Linked DNA regions of Mus musculus: all the other regions are linked to region 4. The links are chromatin contacts, called in public promoter capture Hi-C maps. All regions are on one chromosome and are shown on one strand. The core of a region is the stretch at or near the end of the contact, and the rest is flanking DNA. Distances in the headings are between cores, read along the strand shown.

Region 1 (3,561 bases), core at 240-2,739, 1.4 Mb after region 4:
ATGACACACAAACAGTGATTCAAAGAATTTCTGTACAACATCTGCGAATAAATCATAGTCTCCTCCATACCTGAGCTCCAAGTCAGAATTGAAGCAAAGTCGGTGGAAGAGAGAATAGCCATCAATGATAAGTTTTGTGTTCCGCAATTTCAAATCAACGAAGAATTCATTACTATAATCTTCCACAAAGCTCATTAGTCCCCGAATACCCATGATGATCGACAGAAATCCCTGTTGAAACAAACAAAAAAAATCAATTGCTGGTCTTTTTGATGGCTATTCTTGGTTGTCAATCTGAGTATATCTAGAATCAATCAAGACCCAAACTGCAGGATACGCTGTTGAGGAACTTTGCTTGATTGGATTATTGGAGGTGGAAGACAGAACTTATATCTAGGCCACACCACCTCATGGCAGCCCATATAGAGATAAAGGAAGAAATCTGTTTTGTGAGGGTCAAGGCCAAAAGTCCTAAGCTATAAAAATGACAACCCAGCATAAGACACATAATGAGCCAATTTTTTTTTTCCTTATGGATAACTAGACCCTTGTTACAGGTCTTGAGTGTAGGGTACATTGGAGAGTAGTTTGAGCTAAGGAAAAACACAGCTTTATGCTTCTAGGATCCCAAGTATACAATTTCAACCTCAACTGGATTCTTACACCCCCTTACTAATGGCCTATCTGGCTAACAACTCATAGGATTAGTATTACTGGTTTCCCCCCTCGCCTCTGGCTTCAAATATCGCTTAGCACGATGCTATTGCCAGCCTTGCCCGTGTTTAAAATCGTGAAAGTTTTGCCAACCTTGGAATTTTTGCATTTTGATTTTTGTGGGGCTACCACATAAAAAAATGCATCCTCCTGAATTTTTTGCCTTTGGTATCAGCTTACATTATTGCACTTGATTTTTTATCTCACCTCAGATCCACCTCGGCCAACATCTCAACACTTTTTAATTCTGAATCGTCATGTCTTTCCCGGTTTGTCATGTGGTTTCTGCGAACTCACTGTAAACTAATGACTTGACCTTGAGCGAAGTAGCTCAAGGAATGCAAGCAAAGGGCAGGAAAAGGTAGGATCTAATTCCTCAACCACCAATCTTCCTACCTCAACCTGCTCCTGCCCTCCGGATCCGCCGGCTGCTTCCGCCCGACCGCCGGCTCACTTCACCAGCAGCAGCAGGTAGGATCCCGGGGAGAAACGGCAGACCCGCGGGTGCGTGGAAGACCGCGAGCGGAAACAGGAAGTGCTGCGAACGACGTCACTGGGAAGCCTGGCTCCGAGAAGCTGAGGGCTCTCCCTGGAGGAGAAAATGCTTTCGGGCCGGGTGGTGGGAACTTGGTGTGAGAGGTTGAGCCATTCCTCTCACACTTGCGGCCGCCTCCTCACCCTGCTCGCTTCGCCACGCCTCGAAGGGTCCGGCGCGCTTCCGTTGGATTGGACGCCGGAACGTCGACTTCCCAGCAGCCCCCGCGCCGTCTCCGTGGCGACGATGTTAAACAACCACGCCCTCCGAGGCAGCGAGCTCTAGGCTGACGGAGGCTTGGCCGGGCGCCGCAGGCTGGGGACCTGTAAAGGTAATGAAAGTGGATCTCTCGGGCAGCCGGGTCCCACAGCCCCTGGACCGCATTCCCCTTCGGGAGACTAAGCGCCCTGCTCCTCGATATACATTCACGCGCTCCGCGAAAAACTTAAGGTTTATTTGTTGAAGAGACAAGTTTTTTCGTTTTACCTCAGGGTTAGAGTTTACTTCTCAGGTCAGATTTAGTTAGCAGAACCTCAGGTCAAAACAGCTTCCTAGTTTTTTGGGTTTTTTGACATGGACATAAACCACTCAGTTCTTACCATCGGTAAACACTTGACTTTCTCTTTACCTGCCCCAGCGGGATGGGTACCCCAGGGATGGTTAGCACAAAGTGGGCGTCTCTCAGCTTTCTTCTAGTTCCTATTATGTTTTCTTTCCTTTACTTGTCTTTGGGTCACATTTGGTATGCTGGATCTTTCTTCGCTCTCCAAACGTTTGCTAACAACTGTATGTCAGCTGTTAGCTAGGCCCCAGGGATACAAGCATAACCTGTGTCCCTAGCACCCAAGTTCATCCTCTGCCCTAGGTTCAGATCCAGCCTGCAGTGTGTGTACATTCCATGGATACCAACTGAGATGAGGGCGACAGAGCTGATTCTGTGTGATGAGCCTGGAGAGGCTGCTCACACACTGCTGGGTTTATTACTCCATTACAAATAGAAGCTTTGGTCCTCCATCTTGAGTTCAGCTCTTTACTAAGTGGGGACTTTAATCGCCTCTCCACATTGAGAATTATTATTAGTGATCTGAAAGGCGACAGAGAGGCCATTTTTTTTTTTTGAACAGCCTAGTTTATCTAGAAATCACCACTTTTATGCCAGTCAAAGAAGCAAACAGAAGGTACCTTTTAGGACCTATTCTTTAGATTCTGCAGATTTTAGTAACGTTTCCTTGAGGAGAGGGGCATTGCTCTCACTGGGACTAGATCAAACCACAGATTAGTACATTATTTAAAGAAGACAAAATTACAAATAGGTTTTATGTTTTGCAGTTTTTTTTTTTCTGTTTGAGTGTCCTTGTAGGTTTTGTGGTAAATGTTGAGCCCACAGGTCAACACTATAACACTATTTTTTTCTCGTTGTTTTAGAATTGCTGAATATGAAAACCTAATGCCAAGGTGTACATAGTATTCAGCGTAAAGTCCTATTTTCATGTAGATTTTAAACAAAAGCACAGTTTTCAATAAAACATTCAACACTTTGATGGAATGGAGTAAGAGTGTGTTTTGTGGAATACTTTCTCATGGGACAGTTCTGCCATTCATAACATTTCATAGCTCCCTCAGGAACTGTGGCTTCACCTGTACTACACTTAGAGTCAGCTAGCTTTAAAACGCAGTCTTAGGTCTGAGGTGCATGTCCTTACTTCTAATCCAGGAGATAGCTCTGTACCCAGTGTGTACAATAGAAATGGAATCAGATCTTGCTTAAGATGGGGGGGGGGCACTGAATTGATATCCTTCCACATAGCTAGTCTAGCAAACAGACACCCCAAAACTGTGATTTAAAGTTGACATGGGCAAAAAGCAAAGGGAAGCAGAATATGCTAATCAGGGTTTAACCCCAATTTACTCTGTGCTGAGTCAAAGCAGACTGAGAGGGAGGAAAGCATCACCAGGGAGTTGGCCTATGTGTGCATTAGGGGAAGCCATGGCCCTGGGTTCGCATTGGTTTTTAAGTCGATGGGGAGTATAAATATCTAACAAAATATGAATCATAAAACAAATACACATTTCAGGAGTCAGTAAAAATGTGGCTCTAAACTATTGTGATAAAGTTGCATGTATAAGGAAGGCTCTTTTTCTATGAGAGAGTGCCTTCTGGAATTTACTGTATTTCCTTTCATCCTACAAAACACATGCACACACATACACACACACATACACACACACACACAGAGAGAGAGAGAGAGAGAAAGAGAGAGAGAGAGAGAGAGAGAGCACGAGCATTAGCTGGTGTGATAACACAAGATACA
Region 2 (3,372 bases), core at 622-3,121, 1.7 Mb before region 4:
TGTTAGGATCACAAACGCGCGCCAAGAGCTCAGCTACATCCTACTCTTTCCTCTTTGACAGGGAGCTTGCTATGCTCCCGGTCTGGAACGTGTCGATGCACACGATCTGCTGCTCAGCTGCCCAACACTGTGCACTACCACGCCTGTTTCCTTTTGATTCTTTTCTTTCCTGGTGTTCTAAATATCTAGACTCAGTCCCAGGAATATAAGCAAATACCTCAGTCCTCAAAGAACCCAGTCCGGAAGTGAAGACACAGCTGCCATTAAAGGTTCTTAGAAGCAGATGGTGCTCTCCAAGCCAGCTTCTAATAGGTTAGGGAAGGACTCCTGGAAGCAGTAACATCTACCTATCTGTCTGCGTGCCAACCAAAAAAGGAGCAGGTACAAATGGAGCAAAAAGGGTAGCAACTCCTGCAGAGGCTATCAAGTAAAGAAGAGTACGGACCATATGGATGAAGGCCAGGCTGTAGCTGAGGAAGACAGACTAAGGCCTTTGAACATAGGCCCAAAGACCCAGACTTACACCACCTGATGTCCACCCCACCACTGTTCATCCAACTGCCAACGTTCCAGTGCAGGGGGTGGCTCATCTCCTTACCAGAGTCTATAGACAGGATACTCAGTGACCTGATTCCTAGCTCTAGTCTTGGAGTTCAAACCCAATATAAGACACAGACCCGCCCAAAAAAAAAAGACAGTTGCAAACATCTCTAAGGCAAGCAAGAGACCAGGCAACGAGACCAAGGAGTTCAAGGTTTGACGACAAAGGACAGGGAAAGATTCCAACTAGGAAGGTAGGCCAAGCCGTAGCGCTTAAAAGGCAACAGACCTTAGATGTTAGTGGTCCCAACAGATGCAGCTGTCTGGGACCACTCAAATCGTCCTATGCTTCCTTAAGGAAGCCATGGCTGTCACTCAGAAGTTACACCCAGCACTCCAACGCAGCATCTGAGGGCTTCCCGAGTCAAAAGGTAAATTCCCCAGCTGCACCGGAGCGTTAAAAGATCAGCTGGGATGAGACAGGTCCCTGGAGTCTAGGAGCCCGTCTGTGCCGCCGCTCTGCACAGCTCTAATGAAGCAGACACACAGTCCTCAGACTCCCCGGAGAAAGTGCCCTGGGGCTCTTTGTTTGGAAACATTCTTGGATCCTCAGGTGTCTGAGGCACTTCCCCTCCCCAGAGGATGCTCTTCAAGTACAATCCAAGTTAATGCTTTCATTTATTTATTTATTTATTTATTTATGTTTTGAATGGGTGGGCTATGAACTGTAGGACAGAGGGGGACGACCTACCTCCCACCCCAAACCTCCGGCGCTCATATTACGGGGCGGGGACCAAGGGGCTCTTTGCCTAGGTCATTCTGAGCCCATGGGAGGGAGGGTGCTTCTTGGCTCTCAAGAAGCTTTGTAAACAGAGGCTGCAGCCAGGCTGACTTTTGCCTTCACACATTCCTTTGGGGCCAGCACAGGAAGTTGACAGAAGACTGGGGGCGGGCATACTAATCGGGCGGACTGGGATCAGGGGCAGATCGGGGCCCTCAGGCGGGGAGACCGAGGCCCCGGGGCCTGAACGGCGACGGGGAGTCGGGGTTACGGCGGCGGCGAAATGTGTAAGGTGGGCAGTGGTCGCCCGACAGGATCCTCAGAACCCCCAGGGTGGGGTCCTGGGTAGGGGTGGGGTGTCTCGGCCAAGCCCTGGGAAAATGAGGATCCCGGAAGGGCCGGCCACCCAGTCCCTTCGCCCTGCCGCCCTGTGGCCTCATGGGCAGCCACTCCGCACCACCGCTAGGCCCGCGGCTCCAACCTACCGGCGCCGCCGCGGGGACCCAGGACGCACCTCTGCGCCGCCTCCGCCGCTCCAACATGGCCGCCTGCTGCGCGCCGGAAGTACACCGTGCTTCCGCTTCCGGGATCTAGCCCGCCTGGTGACCCTTGACCCCTAGAACTCTCCCCTCCCCCCCCAAGTCTGGGGGCGGAGCAGGTTGAGTACTTCGGAGGGCTGCCTGGAGGGGGTGGCCTCGGAGGTGACAAGTCCAAACCTATCTGATCCAGTATGGGAGCCTGTGCACATAGAAGGCAAAAGTCACAGGATCCCAGTCAGGATTGGACTAAGGACCACTTTTCTAAAATGTCCTGGTAATATAGGAGTCAAAGTGACTCCTGGCAAGCTCTATGCTATTCTACACCCCAGGACCTTACTCTTTCTCTGGCACCTGATCAGAAGAGAGTGTGCCTGACAGGGATTATCTCAGGAAAGTCCCCTTGTTTCACCACACAAGTACTTCCTGAAAGAGTAGCAGGCGCTCCTCTCCTGAGAATGGGCTTAACCCTGGCACACTGCATGAAAAGCTGGTATATACATGTAGGCACAAGTAATACACAGCAGCCTGGGGCTGTAGATGGCCAGTCTGTAAGTCACAGTACATCAATGTGGGCCTGAATATACTTGCTCAGGTATGTATACACAGTGGAGTGCCAAGATCTGGCTCAGCCAAAGCACCTCGAATGGCACAAAGTAACACTTTTCAGTCGTTACAGTGCCCAGAATCCGTTGGCTCTGTTGGCAAAGAGATTGCAAACTCAGTCCTACCTATGTCCTGTAGACAACACAAGATGGTTAGTTACAGAGCCCTCTCCTCAGCAGTATTTGAGGACACAGGTTAAAACTAACTCTAGGAATCTGAGACCTCAGATGAACAGTCAGCATATTTTCCAAACCTTGTCCTTTTTGGAGACAGTGTATCCCTACATAGCCCTGGATTCCTGGGATCAAAGGTGGCATGTGCTGCCATGCCTGGCTTCACAGCTTTAAGGAAAGGACCCCCTTGTCAGATGCTTCCTAGTCCAGTTTAGGAGGCATCAGGAAAGCTTTGGTTTCATGGATGAGGGAGTGAAGGCATCTGGACCTGTCTAAGAGTTTGGGGTAGGTAGACAAGGGTGTTTGAAGTGCTTCATGTGGGAGCTGGATACTAGCCTTCTTCCTCTTTTGTACGACTGAAAGATCCTTAGCTGTTCTGTGTTTCCCAGCCTATGTAGAGGGATCTGTCATCTTTAAAGATAAGTATCAACCACCCATCAATACCCAAGGCCTCACTTGATGCCTGTTTACTTCTCAGAGCTTTGGCACCGACAGGAGACTCCTGACAGTTTCTGGGTAGCCAAGTACCCAAGAGGAACCACAAAATCTGCGGGCAGTCTGGGGTCAGTACCTCCAGTCATTTCTCTTGGTAGAGAAAAAGGGCCTTATGGACCTACACCAGGATGAGCCATAACTATGCAAACAGAAGCCACTTCTGCCAAGAGGCAGAGCTTGGTGCCTTCCAGGCATAGTAGCAGGCCAGATGTGCTCTAGCAGGCCAAATGTGCCCTAGAAG
Region 3 (3,094 bases), core at 325-2,824, 1.1 Mb before region 4:
AGGGCCCTTCTTCATCCCAGCCTCAGTCTTGGGCAGATCTCAGGATGGCCAAAAGCAGCAGCCAAAACAGCACCATGAGCAAGCCAGAAACAGGAAGACAAAGGCACACCAACACCCCCCAGGTCTCAGTTTCCCTGAACAGAGCAGAGGACTGCCACCAGCCGGCTAATTGGTAGCCACCAGGGAATGAAGACACAGAGAAGGGCCTGCAGCAGATATATACAGAGCCAGGGTAGGGCGCCTGGGGATCCACACTAAATGAGGGGAAAAAAAGGGAGACCTCTGTCCCATCCTGGCTATGAAGGGAATGGAGATACTAATTTCCAAGTTAGGAAAGGGAGGCTCAGAAGTCACTGAATCTGCCAGTAATCAACTCAGAGGGGGAGGGGAAGCCAGCCTACTTCTGCAAAGGTGGTCCTGGGGGCCCCAAAGCCTGAGCCTGTGTTTGGAGGCTGGTGTGCAAAAGACCCACTAGAGTCGTATAGACCAGCTAGGAGCTTTTGGTGAGGAAAAGGGGGCCCTGTTCTCTAGGAAGGAACCTGCTAGAACAGGTTTGGGGTCGGGGAGCAGTTGGCAGCCCTTCATGGGGCTGGGGCTCAAAAGCCCAGGGTCTCCTGTCAAGCAATAGCAAGCTGAAAAAGACAGAGAGGCTAACGCTTTAATTGTCCCCTGCGACTCCAGGCAGAGTCCCTGCTCTTCACCATGGTACCACTCTGACCCCCTTCCCCAGTGCTGCTGGCTCGCCCCCGCTGGCACAGCAACACACATGCGGGAGGCACACGTGTGAGCAGCAAGCCCCGCACCTCCCAGCAGAAACATGTGCGCCCCGCACCCCCACCTCGCACGTGTGTCAGTGCGCTGCGCCCCCACCTCCCTTGACAAAAGACCCTCAGAAGGCTTGGAAGCCTGAACTTAGCTTGGGGGCCAATAGTCCACTCGGGCTTAGAACCTCCTCCCCCAGCCCCGCAGCAGCCCCGCCCAGCCCCCTCCGGATTGTCGCCCATAAAGAACTCTCCGTTGTCATGGAAATTAGTGACTGCCAAACCAGAGGGAGGGGGCCCCCAGGGGCAGTTGGGGAGGGGCTGAAGACCGCTCTAGGAGCGAGGATGGACCGCTCGGCCCTTGGCCCTTTACCCCTATAAGGGGCACCACGAATCTTCGAGGGTTTATGTTTTTTACAATTCGGAGCTGCAGAGGCTTTCTCTGGGACCCTCCCAAGCCGTCAGAGGTAATGGGGAACTTTAGCCCAACCCCGCACGCCACCCCACCTCGCATCTGCAGAAACGGTGCGCTGTGCCCCTGCTTGGGACCCCCAGAGTCCTCGCGGTGATCGCGCGCATCCTGCGCGGGGATTCTCTAACCAGGGAAACAATCTCCCAAGGCCCCCCAACGTGCATCCAGGAGGCGCCCTCCCCACCGGCCCAGCCCTCCCTGCTCCGCACCTGCAAAGCTGGTCGGTCACAGGCAGGAAGCGATAACCCGCTCAGCAGGGCTCCGGGGGCGGCGGGCAGAATCCGCTCCGGGCACGCGGGGCAGACGCGGCGCCAGCTGCAGCCGCTTCGACTCCAGAACCTCCAGCATCGCCAGTCGCTCTCTGGCAGCGGATTCGCACCCCGGGCCGGGGGCGGGCTGGGGGCGGGGCCTCCTCGCCCGGCCCGCCCCCACCCTGGCAGACCCGGAGACTGGAATCCCACTCGAGGGAGGGCGCATGCAGGTTGGCGGCGAACACCTGCTAGGCTCACTTAGGCCATCAGACTCAAAACCCAGCAACAGGAGGCGAAGGGGCCCTTCCTAATCCCGAAGTAAGGAGTTAGGAGTGAGGACTTGGAGAAGAACCTGAGTCCTGGAACTGCACAGGAGTCTCCTGGCTAGAAGTAGTTTGCAGGAGACCAGGGCCCTGCCCAGTTCCCCAACCCTGATCCAAAGGGTTGGATCTACTTAGAACCACATGGGCAGTCCCTGGAGCACCTCCTAGACAGGAATAAACACACAGGACTATGTGTGCAATTGTGATCAATTTGGAAATGACAAGACAGTGAGGCCCTCAGACCATCCTACATCCAACTCCTGTGAAGCCAAAATCTTTCCCAACTAAATTACCAGCCTCATGGCTGGCTCAGTCAGTCCCCTCTGTATAGTTCTGAATTTCCCAAACTAAAAGTCACCTATGATGTAGCATGGGGTCTGCTTTCTTCTCTTTGTAATAATCCTTAAACATTTCCTAAGCAACATGACCCAGGTGACCTGGGCTAGGTTATGGTATTGTGGAAGTACTAGGAAGGAATTTCCAATGAAGTTCTTAACCATATTTCTGTCCCTTCTCAAGGAGGCAAGAGGACTGAAGGTCCATCCCACTGCCCATCAAGTCCTGAGGACCATCCTGAGACAATAAATAAAGGCCACATTTAGGTTTTCCATTGTCTGGACCCAGGCTCCATTCCATCTTACCCTGCTAGTGATCTGCCCGGCCCAGCCATCCTGGGAACAGGGTCACATGTTGAGCAAGCCTATTTGCATTACCACCCATAGCTGAGGACAGATGGGACCCAACAAGTGAAGAACTTGGGGCTGAAGCCAGAAGATTGCCAGAGAAATTGCTTCAGGGTTTCTGGATAACCTCTTCCAGAAGGGTTGTTGAGTTCTTCATGTCTTTCCCCGACTCTGGTCACTTCCTCTAGGCCATGTTATCATTGTATCTGGGCCCCTGAGTACGAAGAGTCTTGGCCATTAACATCCATCCCAGTACTGGATAGGAACCTTTTGGCAAACTTGACAGAGCCTATGTCTAATCTCACAATGCTCAACTAATGTTTGCAGAAGGAAGGAAAAGCCTGGCATGCAGTCTTTTCTATTATCCCTAATACAATGAGCCTCCAAGTTTATGTTGTAGCCAAGACATGGCTGGCAGAACCGACATACCTCAAACACATCTTCTATCTTTCTTGAGGATCACAATCTATCCAAGAATGGGGCCAAGAACCTGGATTATGGCTTTAGAGTCAGTGGAAGGGGTGGCTCCCTAAAGCTTTGCCTGCTGCTGGCAGTATTCCACTTCTTGATCCTGTGCACACTGTGTGCACGTGGGTGACAGCAC
Region 4 (3,480 bases), core at 607-3,106:
GGACTTTGCCCTGCCTTCTCCGGCAGGCGTATTGTATTGGCAGTGCCTGACACCTCTGGCAGATACCACATTCCCCTCCAGTCTCCTGTCTTCCTCCTTTCCTCTCCTTCCCTCCCTTCCTCTCTAACTCTTTCTCCCTTCCCTCTCTCTCCCCTCCCCTCGACCCCTCCCCTGCCTTCTTCTCTCCTCTCTACCCTCCCCGTTCCTCTCCCCCTCCCCTCTCCTCATTCCTGCCCTCTCCCCTCTCTTTTTATGCCTTTCTCTCTCTCTCTCTCTCTCTCTCTCTCTCTCTCTCTCTCAATGGCTAGCCTTAAATTAGGGCTTCTCCTACTGTTGCCTTCTAGGTTCAATTTGAATTTCCAAAAAGCCTAATCCGTTTTTAATTTCACGAGGAAAACAAAGAAAACTTTCAAAAATAGATCCACTTGACTATTAGCAAGGAAGACCAGCTCTTTTGGGGGGGGGGAGTTGGTTTTTTGAGACAGGGTTTCTCTATGTAGCCCTGGCTGTCCTGGAACTCACTCTGTAGACCAGGCTGGCCTCAAACTCAGAAATCCACCTGCCTCTGCCTCCCAAGTGCTGGGATTAAAGGCGTGCGCCACCACTGCCCAGCTCTTTTAAGTTTATTTGAATGAAGAGCCATCAATAGCCATCTATATGTTTCAGAACAGTGGCTTCCTGAGAGGAAAGAATAGAAGAAACTTCTATCACGGGGAGGGAGGGGGGAACGGGACGGCGGTGGGGGAGGGCGGGGAGCCATTGTTGGCTCCTGTTACTCCAAGCTCAGTTATGAAAGAGAAATAAGTTCTTCATATAAGCTCACTTATGTGAAGAGAGATAATAAGTAAGGCTCCTTTAGAGTCTCTGGTCTCATTTTTGTCCCTCTGGTCATTTATAGGGCTATTATCTGTACATATTTAAACTTTTGTAATTTGAGAGATGGTTCTAATAACTGGACTGGTGCCACATGCCTTTAATTCAAGAACTTGAGAGGTAGAGGCAGGTGGATTTCTGAGAAACCCTGTCTCGAAAAACCAAAACAACAACAACAAAAACCAATAATGAACCTAACAAACAAAAAAAACTTAAAAAAAAAAAAAACCAGACCCACATACCCAATATTTTCATCTTTCGCTCATATTCACTTTGGCGGTGGTGGGGGTTGCGGGTGGAGAGCCAAGGTAATGTAGTGGAAAGAGACAACAATACAGCTCATAAGAAAGTGGAGCATAACAATCTCCAACTTCAGGGAGAAACCTACGTTTGAGTGCGATCCCCCCTCCGCAGTACTCCCCCCTCCCAACTCGGCCGTCGCCTCTGCTAGTTTTCTGGAGACAGCTGCAGTCAACAGGAACCACGGACAGGTAGGGAGGAAGGGAGGAAGACCGAGAATTACAATGGCATGCATCAATTCAAGGAAGAACAACTTTTGTTGGAAGCTACAGCTGTAGTAGCATTGACTTTTGACAGCACCCTCAACGAATTTACACCTCATATCCGCACTATCTCGTTCCCGGTATGTTTTGACGTAATACCAAATTGAGAAGTGTAGGAGCTCAGGCTCATTTGTACTGATAAGTGTGTGTTTTTGGTAGTTAGTAAAATCCATTCAGTTGGCTCTACCAGTTCCAGGCAGGTTCTAGCATGGGATTGTTTTTGTTTTCGATTTTGTTTTATTTCTTATTTTATTTTTTTAGTCTCACTTATTCATGAAAAGGTCCTCTGTAGTAAATACACCTTACTCACCCAAGAATCGCCGTTTAGTGTCTTTCCCTGGGAAAGAACAACAGGACTCACAGCGGAACTTTGCTGCGGGTGGCTTGTGTTCCCGCCCGGGTGGCCGGGTGAGAGGGCCGGGAGGGGGAAGCTTTCTGGCGCGGACCGCGAGCGGAGGCTGAGAGCGCCGCCGCCGGAGAAGACCGACCCTCGGCCAGAGCCAGCCTGCGGCGCCCGGGCCTGGCTGGCTGCTTCCCGCCTCAGCCGCTTCTCCGGCTCCCGCCGCCGCAGACACTGTCCAAGAGGGTGCGGCAGAACGCGAGGTCCTACGGCCCAGCCCGGTCCGGTGCGGCCCGGATCCGTGGCACGGGAGGTGAGAGCCCCTGCGGTCCCCTTACTCCCTGCCGGGGCCGCTGGGACCCGCAACAATGGGGACGCGGCCAGAGTCCCCGGCGTGCAGCAGCCTGGGGTAGCAAGCTACTCCTGGCGGCTTGGGCCTTGGGGGGAGCTGCGTCCGACCTGGGAAACTCCAGTGACTGTAGGCTTGGAGGGGGTCTTGGCATCCACCCGGGACTTCAGTGGCTTGATATTTTGGGATTTCGTTGTCAAGGAAGGCAGTCGTAATTACCGAGACTGAACTACAGTGGCTATGCGCTCCTGATGTTATATTATAACACCGGCAAACCGTGCCGTGGTTTGAGGGAGAGGGATTGTGGTTCGAATTTTAGGGACCCCTGTGGCTTGGTCCCTAGTGGACATAGGTGTGGGTCTCTGAACTCCCTCGGGCCGTCTGAGAATTTGTTAGGCTGAGTCGGGTTTGGGGAGAAGAGGCATGGAGAGTTTAGCTTCTCTGAGGTAATTGGTGAGTAGTTCCTGGAAAGGCACGAGCTTAGTTGGGCACAAAAGAGTTGAGCTAGGAGCTAGATGGATCCTTCACGGCTAAGATGTATCCGAGTTAAGAGTGGTTCTCAGGTAGGAAACTTGTCACAGGAGTAGTGTTAGCTGCATTGGGTTAGGAAAAGGCCGATGCGAGCTGGGGAGGGAGGGAGAAGATGGCCGGCAGCTTCTGGGGTCGAAGAATTGGCTTTATGTGGGTCATGGTGGCTGTCTGGGAGTAGAACAAGAGCACTTTGCAGAGTGGGCTTCCTGCTAGAGAATGACCTCTTACTGCGGGGGAGTGTGTGACTCAGATCTGTTAGATTACTGCTCTTGCTGGCGGATGTGGCTGACTGTTGATGCCTGGACTTTGAAGCTGGAATGGGTATTTGGGGGGGCTTAATGAATTTGTTCTAGAGGAGAGGACAGTGTGGACCTTTCCTTCTTACTCCAAAGTCAGTGTGGTGGCTGTCGCCGGCAGTCATTTAAGTAACAAATTTCTTAATGGTATTTGACTTTAAAGCTTTTCTCTGTTCATTTTTTCCCCCTTTGCCCTCTTTTTTGAATTGTGACTCATATTTTGTTTTTAGCACTGTGGCTATTGTTTGTAATGATCCACAAACCTAGACCCCATAGTATGTTGTAATTCTTGGAGCTTTCAGTACAATTCTTCTAAGCCCAAACTAATGTAAAAGGCTTCACTAACTTTTTTTTTTTTGGTATATTTTAATATATGTAACTATAGAGGAGGATGTGAAAAAAAATCTTTATAATTTCTGCTGCTCAAAGCTCTTTAGACCCCTAAATTCATGAAGTTTCATTATCTCTTACTGCCATGAAGTGATTACATTGAATCTGCTAAATCTTTGTCGTTATCATCTCAGCATC
Region 5 (3,242 bases), core at 157-2,656, 1.5 Mb before region 4:
GAGACAAGGTATCACTCTATAGCCCAAACTGGCCTGGAGACTCATTATGCGACCTTGACTGGCCTTCAATTTACAGCAATCCTTAAGTCGCAGCTTTATGAGTGTAAAGATTACAGACGGCAGCAACCATGGCCAGCTCATTCTCAGCCTTTCTAAAATGGTACAGTCTTAAAGTCAGAATCTGAGAAGCCATTAACTCTTCAGTTTATTAACATCCAAGGGATGGCCTGCTCTTGCTCTCCTGGATTTTAGTTCCTCTTCCTTTTCTAGGCTCTATGAGTTAGTCACGTAAGAATTGAGAAATTGCAAACAGGTATTTGAGGTAGGGCATTTCTTCCTGAAAATTTTTTCTCCTAGACTCTTCTGAAGAGAACTGCCCGTCCTTTAGGCAGGAATCCCAGGCTGAGTAGCCGCCGGGTCTGTATTCAGAATGAGTTTACTGATAACAGCTTGTGTCTGAAACTCCAGCCTGGCCCTAGGCCAAAGAGGAATGGATTCCTTCTAGCAGTGTGGGGTCAGTTAGGAAGGGAGCAGAGCCTACCACAGTTCTGATTTCCACAGGTATTATGCACTGTCAGGTTTAGTAACTTGTTAAATCTCCAGTCTCTGGAGTTTGGGCCCTCTGGTGAGCCCAGGAGAGTTAAGAACTACTTTAGGACCCTCCATAAATGGGGGAGGCCAGATTCTAGCAGTAACCACCCATCTAAAGAATGTGGGCCACCGGGGGGTGAGTGACCTGTGCTAGCGGGTCAGAGCTATTTTGAGCTCCAGAGGAGGCATTGGATTTTAGCTTTCCAAGGAGGGGGAGGGGAAGCCTGTTGTATGGCCAGCACTAAAGAAATGGGTTACCTTCCTGCCCACCCACCCGGATCTGGCCTTAGTTTCTCCATCCATATTAAGGAGAGGGTAACAAGGCCTCTCTTCCTTTGCAATTGGGAGGGCGCTTCCTGAGTGTTTGAATGGTTTAGATACCGCTTGCGTTTTGCTCGAAGGAAATTAGGGGGCAGCTGTGTGGTGGCTTGTTGTGGCCGGACCGGTTCGCCGGCCTGTCCATACCTCGATTTATTCTTCGGGAGAAGTTGGGAAAGGTGCCCCTCCCCCACCCCAGCTAGCAAGCGCTCCCAGCTACCCGGACTGGCTAAGGCGTGTCCCGGGACCCACTTGGTCGACTTCGGGGGCGGGGCCTCTACGTCGGGGCGTGGCTTTTGGGGCGGGGGCGTGACAGGCCAATGGGCAGAGAGGTGCGGGACGGGGCGGGGCCTGTGCGCGGGTGCGGCGCGCTGCGGGGCTAGCGACGCAGGCAGAAGCGGGCCGCGCGCTGAAGGCTAGTCGGCGCCGCTCCGAGTCGGCCGTGGGATTGGCTGCGGCACTCGCGTGTCAGGCGGTTGCTAGGCTCCGGCCGCGCGCCCCGCCCTCGCGCTCGGCGCCCTCTCACCGCTCGGTACGTGATCGCGCGGAGGCTGCGGCGCGGCGCTCGCGCTCCTGGGGCTCGGGGGCGGCAGCGGCGGTAGCTTCGCGCGGAGTCCCCGGGGAGTGGCGGCGGTGTCCCTGGGCCCGGAGGAGCGAACACCTGCCGCGGCCTGCCCGTGGTGCTGGGTGAGTGCGCCTCCCGCCTCTGCCTCCCGGTGCCTGCCTGCTGGGGCCGGGATCCCCGCTGCAGCCGACCGAGCCTTCCGCGGAACACCTGCTGCTGCTCCCTTTCGGCCCGGGGCGGGGACACGGCCACGGACGTCCTTGCGGGTGAGGAGGCGGCGCCGCCGCCGTCCGTGCGGAGCCGCCCCTCGGCTCTCCGTCCGGTAGCTGAAGGCTGAGGCCGGAGCTGCGCGCCGCGGCGACGGGCCAGGCCTCGGCCCCGGCCCGCGCTCCCGGGAACGCGGGGCCTGTGCATCGGCCGCGGGCGTGTGCGGCCTGCGGGCTGCCTCCGGGTTGCCAGTGGGGGTCGCGGCCCAGTTAGGAGGCATCTCTACTGTGGGGCTCCTGCCAGAGGCTGGGAAGGGCGCCGCCCCCGCCTCTTGCTTTGAGCTGCTCCGAGTCTTGGGGTTCTTTCCTCCCCCTCGGTTGCGCTTCTGTGGGAGACTCCTTTACTACCTTTGCAGTGGGTATTTGGGAAATCAGGTTCACTTGCGAGTATATTTGGAAAATGTTCCCAGAGGGAACACCATGTTGACTCAGAGTCCTTTGCTATAACTCCCAAGTTCATTTATTGACAAACTCAACGGGCAATTAAAAACACACCTCTTAATCTCTACAATTTGAGAAGCTTTTGTTAAGTTGAATTACATCAAGATTAGTTTTCGTGGTGATGACGAAGTTTTGACTGGTCCGCCTAGTCTGGGACAGTACCTTTATAGCCTAGAGGTCTAACTTGAGAGTCCAGCCTGCTGTTTCCCTAAATAAGCGAGTAGAAGTAGTTCTTGGCGTGGAAGCCAGACTCGTGAAGTGAGGGTGGTGTTTATAGAACATAACTCCAGCTAGAGTTGGGTGTGCTTCCAGATGTTTTGGAATCTGATGGAGATGGGGTGTTGCAATCATATTAGTATATATTGTGCTTAATGAGCAAGAGACATACTTTCAGAATGTTCTAGTTTAGAAAAAGAATTCCACGGTAACGGGTTGTACAGATCGATGGTTTAAATATGGAGAATTGAAGTTCTTTTTGCCTTGAAGTCAAGGACATGGTCAGCGTGCTTAAAGGACATAGGGGCTATTGGAGAAATCAGATCTCACTAGGGAGTTAGTTGCAAGGCGTGTGGGATCCTGTGTGAAGGTAGGAGTAAGTAGCACTATGCAGGCAGCACCGGGTGGGAATGTGCAAGCATTGTTGATATGTACCTCTGTTGAAATTGTCACCGGACAAGTCCTCATCATTCTAAAAAACCTGATTTGACAAGATGCATTCATTTAGTAAATGTTTGACTTTACTCCCTGGGGACTTCTGGGTAGGACTTGGGGGCCCATGTAATACATCTTGCTTTGTCCTTAACTGATTTTGGGTTCAGTGAATGAGAATCAGAACCCATGACGAGAATATGCTTGCTTGCATGGTAGCCTGAAGAGAGCCTTCCTGAGCCGTGCGTGGCCTTCAGGGCCAGCAGGAATTAGCTGGGGGACATAAAGGCTTGTACACCCGGAACCACATGTACATGGTTTAAAATAGAGCCTGGGAGTCTTCCAGCTGGACAGGTGGGAGCTCTGGGCCTTCTTTGCACATAGGAGCTCCAACCTCTTAGGGTACAGGAGCT
Region 6 (3,265 bases), core at 280-2,779, 1.7 Mb before region 4:
AGCGGGACTCACACACTACATCATCCCAGCGACGTGGCGGGGCCAGTGGGATTCCCGGGAAGTCAGCCCCGCAGTCATAGGAAAAATATCGGTACACGTGCCAGGTGCGGCCAAAGTCTGCAGAACGCTCCACCAGCATAGCAGCAGGCCGGAACGTCTGGATGGGGAAGGAGGACATGTCTGACTAGCAGGAACCAGGACTTCAGTCCAGCCTAGGTTACGGAGAGCTCTGCTTAGTCATGATCACTGCTGAGCATCTCAGACACATGGGAAAGACTAGGAAAGCCAGACCATGATCAGACCAGGGAGGACAGCCACCTCTGACAGGCAGGTTAAAATACCACGAGACCCAGAGAGACTGTATCTGACTTAGCCTAGGAATGGGGCACAAGAGAGCATGTGCAGAGGTGTTCAACTATGGAAGCCATGCAGGACGTGACCATGCTTCACACATAGAGCACAACACAGGAGCTCAGGGAAGCTTCGTTGTAGAGCTAGGACTCTGTTAGGGGGTACTGAGAAGCAAAGCAAAATCAGGCGGGTTCGCTGACGCGCAGGCACCTTGAACGTCATAATGAGGTGGGTGAAATGAAACTCAGCTTCCAGGTCCAGTTGGATGGTGACCATTGGAACCCCTGCAGCAGGAATAGGGGGTCAAGGTTCTGCGGTTACTGGTTACAAGCCCTAGTCATCCTGATGACCTACTCAGGGGCTCACCGTTCTCCGATTGCCACCAGGCTGTCCGGCGTTGTGGCGCAAAGCTGGTGACTACATTCTGGATCCGATGACTATTTGGGTTGTCTCGAGCAGAGAAGGGACGTCGGGAGTCACACAGGAAACACTTCTTTTCGTCCTGGATTGGGTGGAGTGTAGGATAGGTACCTTAGCTGGGGCCGACCCCACCCTGACCCAGCCCTCTCCTCTGGGGCCCCAGAAGCACCTGCAGGTGACTGACAATACAGTAGGGTTGAGGGCTATGCAAGCCACACGTGGATGAGGCCGTCAGTCTGTCCGCACGGCCCACCAACAGGTCACCGGTGGCTGGATAGCAGCTTCCTCGAGAACAGCCAGGTACATCCAAGGACGGGGCCTGGGCCAATGTGGCAGCCAGCACTGAGGACAGTGGGTCAATCAGCTCAGCAGGACTCCTGGTGACTAGCCCCATCCCTTGGGCCCCTGGGAACAGCCTGCCACCCCTGGACCTACCATCACATCCCACAACCTTAGGCCTCACCAGGCCCCCTCACCACTTAGAAGTAGGCCCAAGCGAAGTTCCCATGGCAAAGGCTGTCCCTGCCTGCCCCTCCCTGGTTCTCCTGAGGCCCACTCCATCCTGAAGAAAAGTAAAATAGAGATAAAGAGAGATAAAGAGTCCACAGACGAAAGCCCACCACCTCCCTTGGGGCTGATGCTGACCCGACCGTGTGGGTACTGGGCTGGTGTCCCTCCAGGCCCTCAATCTGTCCAGGGTCGGACCTAGCAGTCACTCCTCCACAATCTGAGAGACTCTGACGACTTTGAGTAAAGTTGGAAAGCAAGGGAAGGAAGTAAAACACGGAGTGGATCTAAAATAGGATTATAACTGAGGATAGCACCCCACCCCCTACCATACCCCTGCCCGCTGCAGACAACCCTCATCCTAAGAACCAGACTTTGGTTACTTCATCCACTTTCTTTTTAAGCTGAAGTTTATTTAGCAGATGTGTACTTAGCAAAGAAGCAGCTTAGTTCGAGGAACTAAAAGGGAGCATCCAAAAAGAAATTAGAGTAGGCTGCTCAAAGACAGAGCATCCTGGTCCACATATCTTCATCGGATCCCTTAAGTCCCGATGTGAACCAGGGGTTGCTGGCAAGCATGGCATTCAGGGGACAGGAAGAGGGCTCGTGGAGTTGGCGGGTGGCAGAGGTAAATCGAGAGGTTTGTGATCTTTGTGTATCAGGAAGGCAGATGGAAGGAGCTTATGGCCTTTGTCCTGGTGTCACTATGGAAACCACAAATCAGCCGCGGGGCTCCCAGGGTTACAGCATCAGTCGGGAGATGGATGGGAAAGGTGCAAGCTAGAATTCTATTGTACCTGTGGAAAGGTTTAGGACGCCCCAAAGGATAGACTAGGACTGAGCTCTCGGAGATACTGGAAAGGCCACGCACTACTGCCTGAAACAGAACTCCGAGGAACTCGACCGTCCATAAGCACTCCAGCAAATGGGTTGCGAGAAAGGTTGCCTGTTTCCTGATTAAAATGGGCTGTGGCTACTCAGTTACCCAGAGGATGGGTTCTGGGTGACAGACTCTGGACCACCAGCAACAAGTGAATCCGAATCTTGTGACTATTTATCCACGCCGGACTTTCCAGTCGCCTGGCAGCCCGGGAGCGGAGGGTTGGAATGCGCGCACCCACTAGGCGCGCGCCCCACCCAGACCCCTGGGACTTCAGGCGGGAAGAGGGTGGGTTCAGGTCCGTACGGCTTGCTTTGAGTGCCACCGCTATGAACAGACTGCTGGAGATCAAGCAAAGATTACTGGAAGCTGCAGGCGCCTGTGGGAAAGCTGAAAGTTCAGAGGAAACTTTCCGCCTCACAAAGGAGGATGGGGGCGGGGCAGTCAATCCGCTGATTTTCCCTGTCACTAGAGTAGACTCTCCTGTCACCTAGAGGAGTCCTGTGAGCAATCTAGGGAAGCTCTGGTATGCTAGAGGTGATAGGTCAGAATTTTAGATCACTCGATAAAGGGGCAGGATGGGGCTAAGGGCATTAGAGGGAGTTACATGATAGTTCTAGTCTCAAGGTTAGACGGCCAATGAGGGACATCATAGAGTCATATTTATTTATTTATTTATTTAGAGACAGGGTTATTTATTTATTTATTTATTTATTTATTTCGAGACAGGGTTTCTTTGTATAGCCCTGGCTGTCCTGGAACTCACTTTGTAGACCAGGCTGGCCTTGAACTCAGAAATCTGCCTGCCTCTGCCTCCCCAGTGTTGGGATTAAAGGCGTGCGCCACCATGCCCAGCTGTCCGTTTTGTTTTTTATTTCTGAGACAGAATCTCCTGTTTCTAGGGCTAACCTTGAACTCACCCCTCCTGGTTCTTCTTTAGTAAGAGATGTGTGTGCCCCGACATGTGCATGATATTCAGGGGATGAAGGCTTGGGATTCATGGATGCCAGGCACACTGTAGCACTTGAGCTGCGTGCCCAGGCAACTGTGAAACACTCGCCAGCTTACTAGCGTTCCCCTGGAAAGTCTGTTCAGCCCTGTGAGTAC

What was found. Promoter capture Hi-C pulls out the DNA fragments that hold promoters and counts their contacts.
Region 1: a contact with region 4 is called in a promoter capture Hi-C map of pre-B cells, with 2.8 times the contacts expected there. The contact joins the promoter of Nek11 here to the promoter of Rad54l2 in region 4. A contact is called at or near these places in 2 of 39 promoter capture datasets (liver and pre-B cells).
Region 2: a contact with region 4 is called in a promoter capture Hi-C map of pre-B cells, with 4 times the contacts expected there. The contact joins the promoter of Ccdc71 here to the promoter of Rad54l2 in region 4.
Region 3: a promoter capture Hi-C map of pre-B cells shows a contact between it and region 4, with 2.3 times the contacts expected there. The contact joins the promoter of Camkv here to the promoter of Rad54l2 in region 4. A contact is called at or near these places in 2 of 39 promoter capture datasets (pre-B cells and stem cell-derived epiblast-like cells).
Region 5: a promoter capture Hi-C map of pre-B cells shows a contact between it and region 4, with 2.1 times the contacts expected there. The contact joins the promoter of Dag1 here to the promoter of Rad54l2 in region 4.
Region 6: a promoter capture Hi-C map of pre-B cells shows a contact between it and region 4, with 3 times the contacts expected there. The contact joins the promoter of Lamb2 here to the promoter of Rad54l2 in region 4. A contact is called at or near these places in 4 of 39 promoter capture datasets (the 3T3-L1 cell line, hippocampal neurons and pre-B cells).

Annotation. Positions count from the first base shown.
Region 1 is chr9:105,393,215-105,396,775 of GRCm38.p6, reverse strand. Nek11 (NIMA (never in mitosis gene a)-related expressed kinase 11) reads left to right here and starts at 1,489. Exons shown (of 16, transcript NM_172461.3): 1 at 1,489-1,580. It overlaps Aste1 (asteroid homolog 1), which reads right to left and starts at 1,414. Exons shown (of 5, transcript NM_025651.5): 1 at 1,111-1,414; 2 at 1-231. The coding sequence starts at 213.
Region 2 is chr9:108,459,052-108,462,423 of GRCm38.p6, reverse strand. Ccdc71 (coiled-coil domain containing 71) reads right to left here and starts at 1,871. Exons shown (of 2, transcript NM_133744.5): 1 at 1,807-1,871. Gm51295 (predicted gene, 51295) reads right to left here and starts at 3,330; the gene lies at 3,264-3,330. It also overlaps a transcript of Klhdc8b not described here.
Region 3 is chr9:107,934,400-107,937,493 of GRCm38.p6, reverse strand. Camkv (CaM kinase-like vesicle-associated) reads right to left here and starts at 1,574. Exons shown (of 11, transcript NM_145621.2): 1 at 1,443-1,574.
Region 4 is chr9:106,787,589-106,791,068 of GRCm38.p6, reverse strand. It overlaps Rad54l2 (RAD54 like 2 (S. cerevisiae)), which reads left to right and starts at 1,856. Exons shown (of 22, transcript NM_030730.2): 1 at 1,856-2,089.
Region 5 is chr9:108,261,979-108,265,220 of GRCm38.p6, reverse strand. It overlaps Dag1 (dystroglycan 1), which reads left to right and starts at 1,406. Exons shown (of 4, transcript NM_001276482.1): 1 at 1,406-1,596.
Region 6 is chr9:108,478,126-108,481,390 of GRCm38.p6, reverse strand. It overlaps Lamb2 (laminin, beta 2), which reads right to left and starts at 1,529. Exons shown (of 33, transcript NM_008483.3): 1 at 1,417-1,529; 2 at 1,248-1,333; 3 at 941-1,113; 4 at 718-853; 5 at 562-635; 6 at 1-157. The coding sequence starts at 1,332.